4 separate regions of the Mus musculus genome follow, and regions 1, 3 and 4 are each linked to region 2. A link is a contact called in public promoter capture Hi-C data. All regions are on one chromosome and are shown on one strand. Each heading gives the region's core, a stretch centred on a gene start, on an enhancer-like site or on the middle of the called end of the contact. The rest is flanking DNA. Distances are from core to core; before and after follow the strand shown.

Region 1 (3,292 bases), core at 36-2,535, 1.1 Mb after region 2:
CAAAGTCATGGAACAAATCTAAACTTCAGAAGAAAACTTTCTATTTAGGATGACAAGGAGTTAGCAAGACTTCCCTTGCTCGTTGTTGTTTTTAATACAGGAATCCTCAGATAGGGTCAGTTAGCTTCAGAAGGAAGCTTTGCATATTTTTAAAGCTTCCTTCCTCCAGCTGCCTGACTGCAGCTATGGTAAATGTATTCTAAAAGCTGAATGTCTGTTTCCTGATGACTTTACCTCAAAGTATTTACGGGAGTATGTTGTCCCCAGAGCAAAAATATGCACACACACAGAGAGATGAGAGAGAGGGAAAGAGAGACCCTCCAGTTTCCGAAAAGCTTTGTATTGTACCTTTGTACTTTTGGGATAAAATTTAGTATAAAGCCTGGGAATGAAATAACTCATTTTCCAAATGTTATTTTCTTGGACTGCAGATGTGTGGTTGGATGTTATAGGAACTGGTCCTAGGTCAATATTTAAACCACAGGAAAGCTCTGCATGATCAAGTCAATGGAACTTTCTTGTCCTCTGCTTCTGTAGTAGCATATTTTTCGAGCAAACTTTCAAGTAGAAAAAAAATGGGGAATCTCCTTATCTTTCATGAATACATAACCTGGCTGTAAAGTCTGTATTGAATACGAGGTAGATATTGCCTTCCAACCTTGTAGCAATACCACACACTTAACCATCTCTGCTTCACTTCATTAATTCATTTGTATTTATGTACATTTTACATACTTATTGTGAATCTGATTAGAAGAAGAAAATATCCTTATGCTGTTCTCATGAGAAGTAAAGATCGTATTCAAGTGGAGGGCAATCTGATTTTTGCTTTTATTCTTTTCTTTTAGGGCACTAGGGACCTGGGAGGCTGGACCTTCCAACATTGCGGGCAGTGATAGACAACTTACGATGAAGTAAAAAAGACTCGGGGGAGAAGGTTAGGTGGGAAACAGGAAAGATTCCATAGAGAAGCAACAACAATACCAAAAAGCCACCACCAACAAAAAGAAAAGAAGAAGAAGAAGAAGAAGAAGAAGAAGAAGAAGAAGAACAAGAACAAGAACAAGAACAAGAACAAGAACAAGAGGAAGAAGAAAAGAAGAAAAAGAAGAAAAGAAGAAGAAGAAGAAGAAGAAGAAGAAGAAGAAGAAGAAAAGAAGAAGAAGAAAAAAAACATACCGAAGCAAGTATTATTAACATTTAGTTTTCAGTAACGATCAGTAGGGGGCGTCCGATTGTTGCAACTTTCCGGGCAGCCTCCTAAGAATGACCCTCTAGAAAATCGTCTCCTGTTTCCGGTTCTTCTCAGTTGCAGATACTCGTGAGTTTTCGGCAGTTTCCGTGGAAACTCGGAAACTCTCGCGCCTGGCAAGCTCGAGCCGATCGCCCGGTGCATAGGCGCAGGGTCTCCGGGTAGTCATGGCGTCCCCATCTCGGAGGCTGCAGACTAAGCCGGTCATTACTTGTTTGAAAAGCGTTCTCTTGATCTACACTTTCATCTTTTGGGTGAGACACGGGAACGGCTGGGGAACTCTCGCTTAGGTGGTGGGTGTGACTGGGAGCAGAGAACCTCGGGTCTGGAGTGGGATGAGCTTTGGGCGGCAGTGGTTCCAGAGACCCCAGCCTTGGCCACGAGTTGGCCTAGGCCACAGTGGCGGGGTCCCCGAGATGGGAGCTGGGGTGGGCGGCACTGCGTTGGCGTTGGGGTCTTGATGTGAGATGACTGGTTGAAGTAGGACCCAGATGTCTCAGGAGATCGAGGTCGGAGCGGGAGATGAAGAAAGGGGTTAAGGCCCCTAGAGCACACGAGGTGTCCCTGAACCTTTCCTTTGAGGGGTCTTTTGCATAATAATATCTCTCTTTTCACTGCTTCATAAGAGGGGAGTTTTTCACAGGTAAGTATGGTGTGAATCTATTCCTGCCAGCCTCTCTCCTTGGGTTTTCTTTTGTGTACCATCCCTTTGTATCCTATGTCCATCCCAAAATTGGGGATGGGGGATTCGAGAAGTTTCTGGAATTCAGAAACGCCTTTAACCCTTCCCTCTCTACAAGATGGTTTTCTTTCTCGGACTGGATTAAATTGCTTGAGGAAATTTTCATTTCTAGACATGTATGCCGCAGGGAATGTATTTTACACAACGAAACAGATGGATTCATGCAGTTTTGAGATGATACCTAGTACACAACCCGCCTTTTTTTTTTCTTTTTTGCAGAACCCTTTTCTCCTACCTCTTCCATATTTACCCCATCCCATCCCCCCATATCCTAGCCACTGTGCTGTGGCAACTGGGCTGTTAATCAATTCTCACAAGCATTGTGTCTTAGATGCCTCCTGAGTTTGTGATCAAGGACTCAAGCTTGTACGGTGCCTGATTGTTTCTTTCTCTGGTTTCTCACATAGATCACTGGTGTTATCCTTCTTGCCGTTGGCATTTGGGGCAAGGTGAGCCTGGAAAATTATTTTTCCCTCTTAAATGAGAAGGCCACCAATGTGCCTTTTGTGCTCATTGGCACAGGCACTGTCATTATTCTCTTGGGCACCTTTGGTTGTTTCGCTACCTGTCGAGCCTCCGCCTGGATGCTGAAACTGGTGAGTAAGTCCTTGATTTCTTTAGAATGCTCTTGGTTTTCCTGGAAGATTCTTATATGTTCTATAATGTCTTTGTTTCTTGGAATTGGCCGTAGCTGTTTTTTCCATTCCTTATGGAAAAAAAAATACCCAAAAAAAAAAAAAAAAAAAAAAAACAAAAAAAACCAAACTACCAGTCCCTCTGCTAGCTTCCATATTTAATTAGAGCTTTGGATACTGCCTTCCCTGCCCTTTTCAATAAAAATGTGTTCAATTGATTGCTCAGAACTCCAGCCACCTCCCTCTTTTCCTCTGTGATATATGAGTCTTTTGGTCTGAGTCTTGTTTGTACTAACTTGAACTTTTAAAAACCTTTTCATCCCACAGTACGCGATGTTTCTGACACTCATTTTTTTGGTCGAACTAGTTGCCGCCATTGTTGGATTTGTTTTCAGACATGAGGTAAGCCTGACTTAGACAATCATACTATGTTAAAACTTTGTCCTTTTGTCTTAGATAAATAATTCCATAAGTGGCCCAGTTTGATAAGCTTTCAATATGTTTAAAACCATTTGAAACTGTATTTCTTTTTTTTTCATTTTTTATTAGGTATTTTCTTTATTTACATTTTAAATGTTATCCCCTTTCCTGGCCCCCCTCCCGGAAAATCCCTATTCCTTCCCCCTCCCCCTGCTCACCAACCCACCCACTCTCATTCCTGGC
Region 2 (2,974 bases), core at 192-2,691:
TGGTAAGAATTGTTTATACAAACTTGAGACAGGAGATTCTTGGTATAAGAATTACAATGCTGTGTCTGGATTAAAACAAGGTATCAGGCCACAGAAATCAGCATTTGAATAACAGTAGGGTAAACTTTACACAGTATACAAAAACCTTATACCTACAGAAAGAGTCTGATTACCAAGGATCAAATTGTTTCCTTTAAATTTCATTTTTGGGGTCTGGAGAGATGATTAAGCGGTTAAGAATACTTAAGTGCTCTTGCAAAGAACTTGGGTTTAGCACCCATATGGCAGGCAGTTCATAACAGTCTGCTTCAGTCCCAGGTATTCTGACACCTCTTCTGATCTTGATCTCCTGCATGAACTACAGTGTAATTACTTACACTAAAGCACACGCGTGCACGCACGTGCACACACACACACAACTAAATACTTTTTAAATTAAAAATAAATGCCATTGCTGGATAACAGCTTGACCTCTTTCAAATTTAATTTAGGTATAATAATAACCATTATTTGAAGTCCAAAACAAATTTTGTGTTATTTTTTTTAAAAATTATGTTTAATTACTTGGTCTATATTTAAAACAATTTCTTTAGAAAATAACTATAATTGCATTTACTTTTAAATAATGTGTTTTGGCATAGGCAATCATTTTGCAAAATCTTTAAAATTTAATGCTTGAGATCAATAAACTGAAATATTGGGCAATTCGAAAATATAAATAATGCTTCACGACAAGCCGGCCAATTAGATTATTTCCATTAACTACACAATTATATGAAAATTTCAAAACAAAAAATAGTTTTGCAATAGCTGGTTTTAAGTGTGTATTTTTTATTATAACAAAAATAACAGTATTTAAGCATACATCTACGTGACAATTTGTATGTTTTAAAGGCAGGGAAATGAACATAAAATATTGGAGTTCTAAGGGGTTTGGGGGAAAGTGATGAGAATTAAACGCTGAGTAATAGTTCCGTTCTTCCACTGTGCACCAGATTTACGGTAATTTTGATGGCCAAGCTGTTGTTTAAGGGGCCATTTAGACTGAAGGACCAGATCCTGCTTATTTCAAAAGAGGGGAAAATGTCTTTTAGAGAGATTTTGGAGGTGGGATCAAGAGAGAGCCTGACATTTAAAAAAAAAATGCTGTTAGATTAGTGCGTCAGTCCCCACCGTATAAGGACATTTGTTTTTACATCCCGCGCTTTTTGCCCTTCGCCCTTGGCCATCTTTTTTCTTCCTCTCCGGAGGGAGGTCCGTACTGCAGAGCCACGGGGGAAGGGGGAGGCATCCTGCGGGTGCATGGCTCTCCTATTGGAGGATGAGGGGAGCCAGAGCGAGGCTGGGGTTGCCAAAGAGGAAGCAAAGGATGGGAGGTGGAGCTTGGGCGAAGGCGGGGCTAAAAAAAAAAAAGCCTAACGGAATCCGGACTCCAGTGCAATTGTGCGCGCCAGGCTGCGACGGCGGCGGCGGCGGTGGCGTCGCCGAAAGCTGTAGCTCAGCTGGCGAGGTCTTCCCACCCTCGGGAAGTTCCCTAAGCTGTCGCCTCCGCCGCCGCCTACGCGGCGGCAGCGGCGGCGGCCTTGCTGGTGCCTCCCTCCTCTGCCACCTCCACCCCTGCCTGCTCACTTGCCGGTGCTGTGGAGAAGGCGGCGGCGGCTTTGGCGGCTCCACTATGGCGGCGGCGGGGAGGGGGGACAGTAGTTTTAAAGTAGACACCTGCCCTTGCCTCAGAGAAGGTGAGTTCCCGTCCCGGGACGCGAAGGCGGCCTGTTCGCCTTCGCCGCCAGTCAGCAGCTGGCCCGGAACCCGGACTGGGCGCGGTTCGACACCGCCCCACCCCCCACCTGCTGTGGCGCAGTAAAGGCCAAGCTCGCCCCGCCCCGCCCCGTCCCGCCCCGCTCCGCTGAGCTTGGACCTGTCCCACCCCACCCCCACCCCATCCCACCCCCCTCCCTAATTAGGCCCTAGGGTCTCAGAAGGACTGAAGCTGTGAAGGGCATCCCTAACCTCCCCTTCCCCAAAGCCCACCCCCCCCCCAGCAAAGGAATGGCAGATACTCTTAAGACAGGAGTTTGAAGGGGAAAAATAATAATAAACATAATTTTTGTCTTAGCTAGCCGCTTTAGGGGGAAGTAGGATGCTGATGTGCAATTTGGGAAGAGGAGGCAGAGCAGAAGTGCTGTGGAGCCAGGGAAAGGAAAGGGAGAGCAAAGAGGGACTATCAGAAATTTAACAGGAACCCCCCCCCCCTCCCTGGTGCGATTCAACGTCTTGCAGTGTAGAAACTCAGGAAATAAACTCGGCAGTGTGATATTTACAGAGAGACGACAGAGTTAGCAATTTGGACAGTTTAGCATGTGTACTTGAGCTTTCAAGTAGAATTTGTTGGACGTGAGGTCATAGGTTCCTCTCTGGCAATGAGGCCTGTACTGAAGAGAAAGTGTTTGGCAGAAGCACAAATTTCAGAAATCATTTGGAGAATTTTCTTTGGTATTTGAGGTTAAGGCCTAGTGAAACAGGGTTAAGGGCCCATCTTTAACATTTCTTTGGGTTCAAGTAAGTGCTGTTGTACCTGCCACCACTTACTATGCCAAACATGGAGAGCTATCTCTTGACTGTTTGAATATAAGCGACCTTTCACACAGGCTATTATGTATCTGTAAGCAGCCTACTATTAGACTGTGAAATCTGCCATTGCAATGTGGTTGAAAGCAGTTTGGGCGATGTTCTTAAATGGTTAAGACGGATTCTGCTACAGAAGTGCTCAGATCTAATAATTACTGTAAAAATATTTTCTGGATTACCTTATCTTGTTCATGGACATCCAAAGTGAAAGATTGTGAATGTAAAAATAGAGGAAACAGGTTAGATTCCCTTTTTCTTGGGTAAAGACACTCATTAAAATTAACCTCATAAAATAATTTCTTCTGATGTATAAATGATATGCCCTTGAGGGCCATTCCACAATATT
Region 3 (2,855 bases), core at 157-2,656, 1.7 Mb before region 2:
GAAATACCTATGGGAAGGATTTAAAACAACATCTGAAATAGAGAAAATATTAAAAATTGATGGTCTGACTCGGGAGATGTAGGGGGTCTGCTGCTCAAGCATGAGGGCCTAAGTTCAGTTCCCCAGCACGTATATAAAAGCCGAACATGGGGCACCTATCTATAACCCCCGTATTTTAAGGGGGACTGTTGGTAGAAATGGGCAGATCCTGGGAGCTCACTGACAAGCCAGTATAGCCCATGTAGTAAACTCTGAGTTCAGTGAGATCCTTCCATAGAAAATAGGGTGAACCGCAACAGAGGGAAAAGACCTAAATGAAGGTGAACTTTAGCCGCGAAATGCACAGGTCACACAGGTACATCGAGAAAAAAAAAAACCCTCAAGGCGACATCATTATGCGCTGTGAAACCTAAGTGAAATGCTTTCCTACTTACTATCGACTTTAAAAGACACAACCACGTTTTTTTTTTTTTCGGAATTGTAACGAGAATAGTAGGGGAGAAAATGCCCTTTGTCTTCGAAAAACAGCTTAGTCAGGAACTCCACTACCCCCAAGGCTGTACCTGATAACCAGCCCCCAATGACATCAGTCGCTAAGATAACCAGACACGGGACAAGAATCCCATGACGCCCGCTGGACTGTGAGTATATAAGGAGGGAGATAGAAAGCATCGGTCTTTCGCTGCACACCTGGAGAGACACCTTGAGCCGCCCTTGTGGCTGGAGAGTCTCCCTAGGCGCCTGCATCGGAGACTAGGCCTGATCTTCAGGTAAGGTCCGTCACACAGGTGAGCTCCCTCAGGGGGGAACAGGCTTAAAACTGTAGTTAGGAACTAAGAGTTTTAACTGTGTGATGACTCTCACCGTGATAAAATATAACTTTTGGTATATTAAGTACCTACCTTCTCACTCCGGACAGCACAGAACCACTACATAAACCTGAGGGGCCAACACACGTACCTGATAAAAATTTCAAGAGGGGAAAAAAGTGAGCAAAAAGAATATTCTTTCATTGGTTTATTTATGTAGTGACGGGGCCTCAATATGTAATCTAAGCTGGCCTTTAATTTGCGGCCCTTCTTCCTCCCAAGCGCTGATACTGCGGCTGCGCCACAGCTCACGAAGGGTTTTAGCATCAGAATTTAGGCCCATTTATCAATCCTGAGAAAAAACAAAAGATGTGCCAGAACAGGTGACTTTTTTTTTTTTTTTTTTTTTTGCTTAAGGAAATTAACCAGAATTTTCGGATATATAATTCCTTGCCTAGTACTGTTACTTCACAGAACTTGATCTTATTCATCTTTAGGAATTTAAGATATATATATGAGTCAGCCAGAGATTAGGGAGCCCATAAAATAAGAAGTGGGTGGAGCAAAAAAATCAATCTCACAATCCCTGGGAACCAAGCAGTAACTCCTTTGGCTGGGATTTGGTGACATCTAGCGGCAGATTCAAGAGGTTTACTGCTCAGCCAGTGAACTTTCTGGAAAATTGGCCGAATGTGTATTTGATCACTCCGCTTGGAGATTAGGAAAAAAGGTAGGTGAGGCTCACCACCCACAGGAAACTGGAGTTGTCTCTATCACTGGGGAATTTAGTTGCCTATGTTTTCATTAAAATTTTGTGTGCCAATTTAGCGATAAACCTGGTGAGGGGGCATAAGGGAGATTCGCAGTAAATTTGGTGAAGGGCAAAGGGGAGGCCTTGGGGACAGAGAGGAGGGGGTGTACAACTGGAAACTTGAAAGAAACGCCCTTTTACGTTACTAATATAGTTCTGAATCTTAACCATGGAAGAAGTTTATTTTGGTGGACTATAATGTGGGAATAATGATCATCTCTAGGGTCTAAAATTAAATCGGACTGGGTGGAGTGGCGCATGCTTTTAATCCCAGCGCTCGAAGGCCGTGAAGGGACAGGTGGATCTCCGAGTTCCAGGCCAGCCAGGGCTACCTAGTTACAACAGGCCTCAAAAACAAACAAAAAAACGAAAAAAGGCAAAGAAAAGAAAGGAATTTGATTAAATCGGCAGGCCTTTTCTTACAGAAGCCCTTTCCTTTAGATACTAGCACTGTCCTAGTTATTCTCAGTTTTATTAATGCAGTTTGCAAACATAAAAAAGGCAGAAAAATCCACCAAAATGAGGGACCTCGCCTACGCTCACGCGCGCGCGCGCACACACACACACACACACACACACACACACACTCACACACGGCCCCTCCCGTCCCCACCAGGGCAGCACGCCTGCGCACACCCATCATCGCCAGCGCCACGAGGGCGGCTGTGCGCCCACACCCACACTCCACAGCCACGCGAGCCTGCCTGCGCCCGCGTGCGCGCAGACACCCCGTTTCTCCAAAGCATCCAGGCATCCGCCCAGTGGCACTCACCACCCTCACACGCCTCACACCTCAAAACCTTCACCATTCCTTTGCCTTTGGTTTTTTTGGGGGGGCGTTGGTGTTTTTTTTTCCTCTCTCCCCAGGTCCGCGAGTTGCGCAACAGGCTCGGGGGCGTGGCCCCGGGTCTGCCCTCGCTCTTCCCACTCGCGGGAACCTTAGCTCATTTCCGCCTAGCCTGTTTCCGCCAGCCACGTCGGCACTTCCTTTCCCAGCGGGGCGGGGGCGGGGGAGGGGAGCGGACCCACAAACCCATAATGCCTCCCTGCAGGAGAGAAGGCGAGCGCGAGGGGGGGAAAAAAAAAACCCACGGTCAGGGGAACTCTGGGTCGTGAAGACGGGCCACGTGAACGCGCTGCCCTATAGACTTCTGACCCAACGGCTGGAGCGCACTTGGAGGGCGGGCTAAGATCCTAAAAGAACCATCGCCATTGGCGGGAGCCCTCACTGAAGA
Region 4 (3,277 bases), core at 232-2,731, 1.2 Mb before region 2:
AAGAAATCCACAGCAAAGTTAGAACTAGGCAAATGATTAGATTTCTGTCCTCTTCCTATCTCATGTCCATTCTTTGCATTCAATCCTTCCTCACCTCCAAATATTAGACTTTCTTGTTTTCATTTCTGAATGTTATACTGTGCCTACATGTAAATTCGTTTATATACATATATATTATCGACTAGGTTTTGCTTATGGGGAAGACTATGTGATTTATTTTCCTTCTGATACTGTGTGATCTCAGTGAATATTAAACATTCTAAGTGCGTTTATTTTCCTGAAAATTTTGTAACAACATTTTTTCATTCTTTTTTTTTTTTAAGCTGAACATTATTCCTTGCTATGGTGAAGAAAGCAGCAGTGAACATGTGGTGTACATAGCTCTATGGTAGGGTATGGAGTTCTCTGAGATGGCTCTTGTTTTAATGGAGCACTTTGAATCCTACCAGGGTATCTAGAGTTCCACGAATGAATGAATGAATGAATGAATGGAAAACCCTACATGCTTAATAAGCCCCACAGTCAATAGTGACATACAAAGAGTTACCTCCTTTCTGCTTCATTGTGAGCGCTCTTTCCTTACAAACATTCTGTTCTTAATAACAAAAGTTTACCAACAAACATATTTCGTTGAGTCCCACGAAAGTTCACTGAGTGAAAAGCAGGCTTTTCTGTTTAACAAAGACACTGGCTCCCACAAAGGACAAGGAAAAGAAGTCTGTCTGAAGCCTTTATTTGCAAGTGGGAGCTGCCAGCAGTCATCAATTAAAAGTTCAGACGTCTAATAATAGCCTAAGCTCAGGCAAAGAGAGTCGTGGATTGCGGAGACAAAACTAACGAAACAAATCGGCTGTTTTCAGAGTCGGTTTGCAAACGATGCCATTTTAGTAAGATTTTTAAAAAACCCCAACACATCAATATGTTGTAAATACTGTGCTTTCACTTGCAGTCATTAGAATACTTTTTGAAACCTTAAAATTGATTTAATGAAGTTATTTTCTCCTCATCTAGTGTGAAATAGTGAATATGAAGTATCTCTTTTTAAATATCATTTTAAACCCTGATTCTTACAACAGAACACCACAGAAAACGACTCAAGAAGCTAAACATCCCTTCCTTAGGCTTTTATTCTTCCGCTACCCCCACAAGCGCACATCTACAACCTTCCCCCATTTTAAAGACAGAGAAGCTTCCCAGAGAAATGGTGGACTGTAGGATTTGGTGGGGGGAGGGGAAGGGAAGTATAGGGAGCAAGGGAGAGAAAGAGCTGACTTCCCAAATTAGGAGAATTGGTCGACGTACCCTAAAAGACTGCTCTTTTCCTGGTAATCTGAGTAAGGTGAATAGATACTACTTGGTGACGAGACGAGTTTTATTGTCTCCTATTGGCAAATAGGAAAAAAGATTGACAGTATCTAGTGAAGGGAATGTAGGGGGCGGGCTGCATGTTAATGGGAGGGGTAACCAAAGGCTGGAGCTCATTGATGACGCGATCCTCACGTGACCAGCAGTCGACGTGTGCAGAAGTCCTTATAGTCTAGGCCCAGTTCCCCAGTAGCAGCTCTGTCCTGCTAGAGAAGAGTGGCCCAGCTACTTCCAGGTACTTTAATAGTGGGCGCTGGCTTAAGAGATCATAGGGTGGAGGGAGCAGAGAACAGAAAGCACGCTCATCCCGCACTCTTTCTCTTATCCTAGGGTTCTGCTAAACTATTTTGTGCGAGAGGTTTGGGGCTGCTTGATGAGGGATGGGGCAGATTGGGAGGGAGGTAGCTAACCGAGTCCGGCAGAGAAAGAAAAGAGACGGGGAAAGGAGAACTGCGAGAGACGGAGAGAAGAAACAATAACACTGTGGGGAAAACTTGTCTGATTCTTTGCCCTCTTGCTGGGAAACAGGGTACAGATGAAGGCGGGGTTGCCACAAAGGGAGGGAGAAGAGGGGGATGTGGAAAAACTTTGTGCTATCCGTTAGCAAGACCTTTTGATTTAGGCACTAGTGTGCTCACCAAGAACTCCTGTCTTTCTTCAGCACTCTTGATCTTTTGAGCGCGACATAAATCGAGGTGCAAGAAGAGAGGAAAATCTCCAGGTACCTACAGGTCAGTGCAAGGGTGCAATTGCTTCAGGTCCCTTTGGGTGGGGGTAGGAGTGTGGAAGACACCAAAGCACATCCCAGGGGCGTCACGGCTGCCTCCCATCCGGATTAAGCACAGAAGGCCCCTGCAAATCCTGCTGCGGAAATGGGGTGAAGGAAGGAAAGGGAGAGGCTAAAGACATTTAAAAGAGAGAGGAGACCGCTGACCTGACTGTTGCTGGTGAGAAGCTGAGGATGGGATGACTTGGAAAAGCCCGAAAGGGCGGGAGTGTTAGAGCCATGTGGTGAGGGAAGGGTTAATTGCTTCCACGCCGCTCCCATTTCAGTGCTAGGAGAGGTTTGTTGCAGGGCCTGCTGGGAAAATGGTGGGCTGGAGCCGGGACAGGAGAAGATGGAGTTGGAGAGCAAGGGGGGGGTGGGGGGGGTGGAGGAAGGGGTGGAGTCAGGAGCTCAGAACCTGACTTGTCTAGTTAGAAAACTTTTTGGCAATTAAGTGACCTGAAACAAAAGTCAGTCGCTATGGGAACACAAAAGCTTGTCCATCTGCCTGACACCTAGTCGGTTTTGTTTCCTTGTTTTTATCCCCCTAGGATTAATTCATTAAGAAAATAATCAACATGCAAAAGTCTTGTGACGAGAACGAAGGAACACCCCAGAACACACCAAAAGCAGACGAAGGCCATCCTTCAGAAGATCCACCACAGCAGGCAGGAGAAACTCTTCAGGCTTCTGGAGAAAATGTGAGGGAGGAAACTGAAGGGAGCCATAGAGGAGAGCCTGCTGAACCCAGCCCAGAGCCCAAAGAGGACACTCCCGCAAGGCATCTGAACCCCGAAGAAGTGATAAGAGGCGTAGATGAGTTGGAAAGGCTTAGGGAAGAGATAAGAAGAGTAAGAAACAAGTTCGTGTTGATGCATTGGAAGCAAAGACATTCCCGAAGCCGTCCTTACCCTGTGTGCTTCAGGCCTTGAAATCGTTTTTTTCTCTGATATTGAAATGTGGCTGCTGCTTTCTTTCTCTTAGCATTTTCTGATGTATCTTTGAACTTCATTTTACTTTTAATAATAATTACCTGGCGGTATTTTCTGTTATGTAGTTTCGTTGTTACCAGCATCTCATTGGATTTTGGATTTTTGACCCATTTTCCACGTTTATCTTTCAGTTGGAAAGTTTCACATTTATGCA

Evidence for each region. Promoter capture Hi-C pulls out the DNA fragments that hold promoters and counts their contacts.
Region 1: a contact with region 2 is called in a promoter capture Hi-C map of cranial neural crest, with 4 times the contacts expected there. The contact joins the promoter of Tspan6 here to the promoter of Zmat1 in region 2. A contact is called at or near these places in 3 of 39 promoter capture datasets (the HPC-7 cell line, cranial neural crest and pre-B cells).
Region 3: a promoter capture Hi-C map of erythroid cells shows a contact between it and region 2, with 55 times the contacts expected there. The contact joins the promoter of BC065397 here to the promoter of Zmat1 in region 2. A contact is called at or near these places in 3 of 39 promoter capture datasets (erythroid cells, liver and pre-B cells).
Region 4: a promoter capture Hi-C map of erythroid cells shows a contact between it and region 2, with 35 times the contacts expected there. The contact joins the promoter of Tceal8 here to the promoter of Zmat1 in region 2. A contact is called at or near these places in 4 of 39 promoter capture datasets (erythroid cells, hippocampal neurons, liver and 1 more) and 1 of 9 other capture datasets (adipose tissue).

Annotation. Positions count from the first base shown.
Region 1 is chrX:133,896,422-133,899,713 of GRCm38.p6, reverse strand. Tspan6 (tetraspanin 6) reads left to right here and starts at 1,285. Exons shown (of 8, transcript NM_019656.3): 1 at 1,285-1,506; 2 at 2,402-2,590; 3 at 2,957-3,031. The coding sequence starts at 1,420.
Region 2 is chrX:135,007,676-135,010,649 of GRCm38.p6, reverse strand. It overlaps Zmat1 (zinc finger, matrin type 1), which reads left to right and starts at 1,441. Exons shown (of 7, transcript NM_175446.3): 1 at 1,441-1,739. The coding sequence starts at 1,676.
Region 3 is chrX:136,741,508-136,744,362 of GRCm38.p6, reverse strand. It overlaps BC065397 (cDNA sequence BC065397), which reads right to left and starts at 1,406. Exons shown (of 10, transcript NR_033324.1): 1 at 1-1,406. It also overlaps a transcript of Morf4l2 not described here.
Region 4 is chrX:136,170,455-136,173,731 of GRCm38.p6, reverse strand. It overlaps Tceal8 (transcription elongation factor A (SII)-like 8), which reads left to right and starts at 1,481. Exons shown (of 3, transcript NM_025703.3): 1 at 1,481-1,600; 2 at 2,027-2,096; 3 at 2,683-3,277. The coding sequence starts at 2,710. The coding sequence ends at 3,063.